Linked DNA regions of Lactuca sativa: region 1 is linked to region 2. A link is a contact called in public Hi-C data. All regions are on one chromosome and are shown on one strand. Each heading gives the region's core, a stretch centred on a gene start, on an enhancer-like site or on the middle of the called end of the contact. The rest is flanking DNA. Distances are from core to core; before and after follow the strand shown. Region 1 holds the start of LOC111893202 (E3 ubiquitin ligase PARAQUAT TOLERANCE 3). Region 2 holds the start of LOC111893155 (protein OXIDATIVE STRESS 3 LIKE 2).

Region 1 (3,772 bases), core at 125-2,624, 260 kb before region 2:
TAAGGGCTTACATTTTTTACAAAAGCTATGCTGACAGCATGGTATCATCACAGCATTCTTGAAATATGTGTTGCAAATAGGACATCTTAGTTCTGATGGCAAGTCAACTTTTTCCAAATCAATACCCTTTGTGTTCGCCACTCTATGATGTCAAGTCAAATTTTGAAAAGGAAACAAAAAGATTGTTTAGATAATCTGAAGGAATTAGTTTATCAGAAACTAAAAAAATCATATGGCACAAACTTTACTTTTCCAATTCCATGTGTTCAACATCTACAGGTTCAGGCTTCTTCTCTAGAATTGTTTCTTCAGGTTTATTGCGATTGATACCTGCATCTGTGATGTTAGTTAGAGCCACCCATCAAAAAAATTATAATGTATTGCTTTAAAATGTTATATACCTTTCGGAATATCCTCACTAAGCTCACTTGCTTCAGGTTTATGATGTCTTAACCTGAAGAAAGTAGAATATCAGATGCCAAGTTGATAACAAGAAAAGACAAGATGATTTAGAGTATTAGTTAATCAACAGTACATATCAATTAATGAAATAGAAGACAGTGTGAAACGCTTATCACTCATACATAATTACATATACTCCCACAGCTTCCAACAGAACAATCCCACACACCCACATACACCAAAGAAATCATATTGTAAAAACTCATCAAACGATTAACTGATATCATATAGCTAAAAGATATATTAACAGGGTTTTATGAGTTAGATTCAATTCAATAGAAGAACGTAAAACTTACATAGCTAAAGGCACCGGTTCTGCTGGAACTCTCTTTATGATAACACTCGAACCACTAGGAATCTTGAATTCATCGTCATTGTACTCTAATAACTCAAAAATAAAACACGGAATCAAAAATAAAAAAACGAAACCAATTAATGATACATGAAAACACACTATTCTGCTGCACCTGTACACCAACACAATTTACAGAAGAGGACTTGTAGCTCAAGAATATGAAAACTAAAAGCAGGTAGACTAATAGAATTAGAAAATAACCTTGACCAGTGAGGTCATCTAAGAAGACGAGATCAAAGTCTTTATGGCATATGCCGCTTAACTTCTTCTGACACAGAATTTTAGATCTGAGTTCTCCCACCGATATGTAGGGTTTACCACCATCGATTTCGATTGTATCGAAATTGACAGAGCTTCTGAATTTGAATCTGATAGACATAATCTATATTGTTTCTGATGAGTACGATTCGATGTCGCTATACGATTTGGAATGAGAACTTGAGAAAGGAGGAAAGAAGAAGGAGAAATATGAAGAAGAGGAACTGTTCAGTTTGTCGATAGAGGAGATGGGAACTAAGGTGCGTTTCACGTGACACGTGCAACATGTTGCACCTTATTTCGTCAAACAAACATTTGACCAACTATACTTTGGCATTCCATTTAAAAAGATAATGACAAAAATATCAAAGCGAGATTGGTGTCATAATCGTTTTTGAAGATTTATATATCAAGATAATTCACATCCTTAAAGATATTTGTGATTTGCCAAATATGTACAAAGTAGGGCTTAATGCAAGGTTAGTACAACAACTAATATGTATAGTATGAGTTTTTATAGTAGTAGTATTAGATTGATGTTGATATAGAAATGTATTTATTCCATGAGAAGCAATTGATTCGGTCTTTAAAATCGACTTGGATGTTGAAAGTAGTAACAAATCGGTCTAATTAAGATTAAGAATCCATTTCTAGAAGAAACTCATGTCCATATTAAAATTTTAAAGATAAATTATTATCGTAATATTTTCATATAAAGTTTCTTTATTTAATCTGTATCAATAAAAAAGATGTTGAGTTGAAAAAAAGATAAATACAGACAAAAAATGAAGGGGATAAAAAATACCATTGGAAAGAAAGCATGGAGAGTGACAAATATATATATATATATATATATATATATATATATATATATATATATATATATATATATATATATATATATATATATATATATAAAGAAGTGTATAAAGAAGATTATTGGAGATAAAGCATAAAAACATACAAAAAAGATACACAAATAAGTTAAAAAACATGTTAAGGTTGGAATCCCGCCCTTGATGGTAAAGAAAACAGACGCAAACATTAGGGCGATCGTGACTAATAATTTTAAAATGACGCACAATACTTGTAAAATGAATAGGAATGTTGTTGTTCATACAAAAAAAAAAGATTGAGAAGTTTAAAAAATGAACGATGAGAGCGGAATCATTGCCCTTAATGGTAATGAAAACACACGAAGTCATTAGGCATGGACACTATTGTCAATGTGTTGATAATTGTTTGTGATAAATGATGTATAATCTGATCAGTTTATTTCGTCGACCATATTTCATAAATATCGTCTTTTTGCCAATATCTACAAAAAGAACTATGAGTTGTCGAAAATAACAATTTTTTAAGGAATCATATTGACCTAACAATATTTTTTATCAACCATAAAACTCATCAAAAATAGAGGTGTGCCTATACTAATTAAGGGCATCTCCGATTGTTAAACTCAAAAAAAGAAAAAAAAATTGTGACATCATCTTTCCGCCAACTTTTATTTTACAAAATTTTTTATCAAATTTCATCTCTAACTCTTAACCTTGAAAGTTCTTTTTTTTCTAAAATTATCTAATTTATCATTTATCAAACTTAAATGTTTTATTAAGTGTCGTCGTATAATTTATCATTATACTAACATGACATATTTTTTTTGGTATTGGGTAAGTTTTCCAAAAAAAATCTTGTTCGATACTTGTCATTTTACTAATATATGTAAAAAAATCGCATCTTAATTTAAACAAGTGGTTATGTCAACATATACATAGCACATCATAAGTTGAGTATTCATTAATATCTTCAAGGTTTTCAAATAATAACAACACATTTGAGATTTATTTAACAATAATGTTAAAAATCTTTGACCACCAAATTTTTGAACATAAAATACCAATTTCTTAGTATGGGCTATGATAGAGTCTAAAAGGCAATAAAATTCAACATGTAATAATCTTATCCTCAAATTACATCTTTTTTTTTCAAAACAAGCTCATTTAACATGTTTGTTATATTAATTTAGAGGTTTTCCACATTTAATTATTTCTCCCATGGTTAAATTTCATTTAAGTGGGTAAAACATTTGGTTAAACAAAACCAAATGAGAATACCAAGCTATATAGCTAAATCTAAATTGTTCAATTAATTAGACAACTTAGTTTTATCTAATTAGTGAACACCTATGGCCACCGTCATCATTCTTTCGTTACGTCGCCACCACCTTAATTGTTTCCTTCTATAAACATCTCAGTTGTTTCATATCGTTGTGTGGTTGTTCTAATTTGAAACTTATTAATCGTCACATTAATTGCTTTCTTCCATCATTGTCTTATATGTTTATTCCACAATCGACTTTTTGTTACCGATCTAAAACTTAAAGACATTGTGCCTTTGTTTTTGTACTAGATTTTGATGAATAGAATCCCTTAATATTTTCTAGGGTTACTCACTGTTACGTATCTTATCCGTTGTTGTTCCAACGTCCGTGTTTGTGAAGAATATATTGAGTGGGTCGAGCTTATGAGTTTGATGAGCACATAGGGTTTTCAACCTACAATAATATAATTGTAATCTTTTAGATATATAGTTTTCTCCCAACAAATAACCCAAATACCCATTCCATATAGTCTCACTCCATGATCCTAATATGATGATCTCAACAGACCTACCCTAAAGGATCACTACAAGCAATGA
Region 2 (3,775 bases), core at 909-3,408:
AGACTCTAATTTTTGACATGCATTAGACTTACCTTTTTTTTTTTTTTATTTTTTTTTTGTAATTCTTAAATAGGTGATACACCAGAAAAGAAAGAAGTCTCTGGAAGAGATCAGACAGGATCTATGTCCGGTATCTCTCTCTCTCTCTCTCTCTAGATATATATATATATATATATATATATATATATCTTAATCTAAGCTTAATGATGGATTTATTATCATCTTGTTATCTCTGAGATCACATTTAATTTGATAATTTGTGATTTTGGATTGGATAGGCGTTGACTGTTAGACAAATATATCGCATAAGTACAATGTACTGGGATGACAAATATGGGACCCAAAGCGTCTCAAATGAGGCTAGTATTTCTTTTCTACTTTCGCTACTCCTCAATACTCAGATTCATTTTGTTTACTAATATTTATATAATACAATGACAATGTTAATGTTTGTTTGTTTTTTCAGGTTGTTACTGAGATGAGGGAAATGTTGAACAAGGACTCTCAGAATCTTACTTCCAATTCATTCTTATTGGACGATGATCTCAGGTAATTCATAATTCCAATCATTTCATATATATATATATATATATATATATATATTGAAATTTAATTCATCTTTGGTGTGTACATATACATGTATATATTGCAGCATTCCATTCTCTACAGAAGATATCTACATGGCAATTCCTGGCATTGATCCTACAGATATTGAGCCCCCTGCGTTCTTAGCTGAATATCCTTCAGCACAATTTCTACTTTCAAATCCCAAGTGACTTTGTCAATAAAAGACCATTTGCATGCTTTTAGGGTAGGGGAAATATATCGTTTCTGTAGGGATATTTAATTAGGAGTGCAAGCAAGGCAAAGTTCCATGTAAAGTAATAATACTACTAGTTAATTTCTTTTCTTTTTTTATTCTTTTGTAAAAAGCTTGTCTGTTGTGCACATTGTAATCGATTCCAGTGGATTCTCATTCTCGTAGCCAAATCAAATCCAATTAAATTATTTTGAAATGGTAGAGTGAGGATGATACATGGTAAGTTATAGGGTCTATTTCGTTTGGTTGATGGAAACACTTAAAAAAGTTAGATGTTCATAGTAAGCAATTTACAACATGAAAGTTAAGTTTGGGCTAACAGTTTTCAATCTTTGTGGGATTGCATTGATGCAAGTTGACCATTGAGAATGATCTCAGCGACAATTGTGGTCTGTTGACTTGAGATTGCTGAAATGTTGTTATTGTTGTGGTTTTCGGTTTCTTGGATACCCTTCCAGTGTTTATGTTTGATAGTTTGAAAGCTCCAAGATTTTTTCGTTTTCTTGTGTAAGCATTTTCTGGTTTTGCAATGTCTTGTATGGAATTGGAACTCGAATTGGAAGATGATGTTGATGGCCACGCATCCGCTAAGCTCGTGAAAGATTTTGATTTCCCATTGTAGAATGATGATATTCCCCTCCTGTAACAATATCAATATCTATTAACAATCGTGAATTCGAGTTGTGTTGATAAAATTTTGGCAAATTAACTGCAACTTTTATGGTTTACTTGGACAATGTGATAAACACCTCCAATGAATCGGAGAAATCTAATAAACAGATCGTTTTTTTCATATATTGTTGATTACGATTTGGTCATGGCAGATGATTATAACGAATTAGAGATCACAAATTTATGCAGAATTCAAAGTTTTCTGAAAAAACGTGAAGAAAGTAAACCTGATTGGTAACGCTTGTTCCAGGGCTTGAATTGCATCATCGAAGGATCCATTGTTGTTATGATGATCATATGCGTAATGATTCTCGACATCTCCTTCCCGATCGTCGTCACTGTCGTCTCCGATCGAAGAACTACTTGATGAATTACATTCCTCTTCCTCTTCTCGTACGATCCTCATCGACTTCGTTGACCCTTCAAACATGCTTCCATTTTCCCCTCCTCCGCCAACTTGTGTCTCCGGCAGCAACGCCGACGTCCGGCAATCACCGCCATATCCATCGCCATCTTCTTTTTCCCAGATCGTCTTCATCTGATGGACCCAATGTAACAAGAGATGGAATTTCACAAATCCAAGAATCGATAACCACCTTCCGAGTTCCGAATTTGCAATCTCACTGTTTATATTTATATTATAAAAGAAAGATATGGGAATTGATGATTGCTGAATCGGATCCTATTCAGATTAGTGGATAAGATTTATTAAGCCACACGACTTATTATTACTTATTTCCACTAATTCTTTCTTATTTTATATCAATGATTGAATTTTATTTTATTCTTACAAAACCGATTGCCTACAGTTTTCTATTTTTCCGATGTTATTTAAACCTTTTTTATGTTGGTTTTTTGTATGACATGATAAGGTAATAGAGTCATAGCTACTAAAAGTTATATCATAGTAGCTATTTGGATATACGAACTATTTAAATAATGTATTATTTTCTATAAAAAAATTGTTATAAAAAAAGAATGGGACACATAAAGCATGTTAAATATAATGAAATTATCTATTATAATGATATAATATCGTAATTATGTTCAAGATACTAAATATTTATCAAAATTTTTGAAAAAGAAATAAACAAATTCTAATATGTCAATCCAACACATATCGGTTCAACCTATACTAAGAAGTAAGAACTTACTTATTTTACCTAAACCCAATAGTATTCCCTTAAACATGTTTTACCACCTTGACCTCGGAATTATGCGTTGTTTCTTCTTCTTCTTCTTATTTTTTCCTTTTAAATCTTGTATTGATAAAGTAATTGAATTAATGATTATATTTGTTTGTGTATACATAAATAATATCATTTTTATTAACCGTCTGAATATAAATAAATAATTCTTTTTAGGCCAAAGGGTATGGGATGTTTTTTTACGCGTAAGTGGTGACGTGTAGGGGGGTTTTCATGCGTGAACACCCCCCCCCCCCCCCCCCCCCCCCTACCGGTGAATGTGACGCGGATTGATGTGTGCTACGGACGGTCACGCAAATGTTGATTGGTTAATTTTTTTGACCGTTTTTTTTCTTCTTTTGACCGTTACGTTAATTAAACAAAAAAAAAACTTTTCAATTTATTTCCTCTGCTATATATACACAAATACATAAACACACTAAACACATCTTTCTCTACAAATAATATCTCTCCACTATCTCATTATCTCTAAAAAATATGGAGCAAAATCAAAATACCTCTACCACTCTAAATGATCAATATCAATGTTACATTCAAATGCTAACATCCCCAATCCAACATTAACCTCTATTTACCAACATTCCATTTCAACCAAACTACTTCCAACAACAATTACCACAATCTCATTTCCAAGGTTTTCAACAATTTCGACCCCAACAATTCCAAACACAACCATCTCAACAATTCCAAACACCACCATCTCAACAATTCCAAACACAACCATCTCAAGTCCCTTGTTCTCAATCCCCAACTATAAATTTGGACAACGACGAGGACGATCGGGTCGAAGAGACACAACCATCTAGGCGTAGGAAATTAAAAGGAAAAGCTACAAATAGAAGAGGAACAACTTGGATCGAAGAGGAGGAGGAAGCTTTAGCTAAAACTTGGATTTCTATATCGTGTGACTCAAGGATGGGCAACGTGCAAACGGGAACCAGTTTTTGGGTTCGTGTTTTAGATCACTTCCACTCGCTTTTGGGAAGGCAAACGGGTCGAACGTACGACGCGGTCAACGGAAAATGGCGTGAACTACGAGCGGCGTGCACCAAGTTTAACGGCATATTTGAAAATC

The links. Hi-C and Micro-C count contacts between places; a contact is called where the count stands out from the background.
Region 1: a Hi-C map of leaf shows a contact between it and region 2, with 4 times the contacts expected there. The contact joins the promoter of LOC111893202 here to the promoter of LOC111893155 in region 2. A contact is called at or near these places in 2 of 4 Hi-C or Micro-C datasets (leaf and seed).

Annotation. Positions count from the first base shown.
Region 1 is chr8:110,028,548-110,032,319 of Lsat_Salinas_v11, reverse strand. LOC111893202 (E3 ubiquitin ligase PARAQUAT TOLERANCE 3) reads right to left here and starts at 1,374. Exons shown (of 14, transcript XR_002850835.3): 1 at 1,019-1,374; 2 at 759-843; 3 at 402-454; 4 at 249-336; 5 at 12-142.
Region 2 is chr8:109,773,261-109,777,035 of Lsat_Salinas_v11, reverse strand. LOC111893155 (protein OXIDATIVE STRESS 3 LIKE 2) reads right to left here and starts at 2,158. Exons shown (of 2, transcript XM_023889219.3): 1 at 1,720-2,158; 2 at 1,031-1,460. The coding sequence starts at 2,030. The coding sequence ends at 1,136. LOC111893154 (myosin-15) reads left to right here. Exons shown (of 28, transcript XM_042896952.2): 25 at 74-130; 26 at 279-359; 27 at 467-549; 28 at 653-1,021. The coding sequence ends at 776.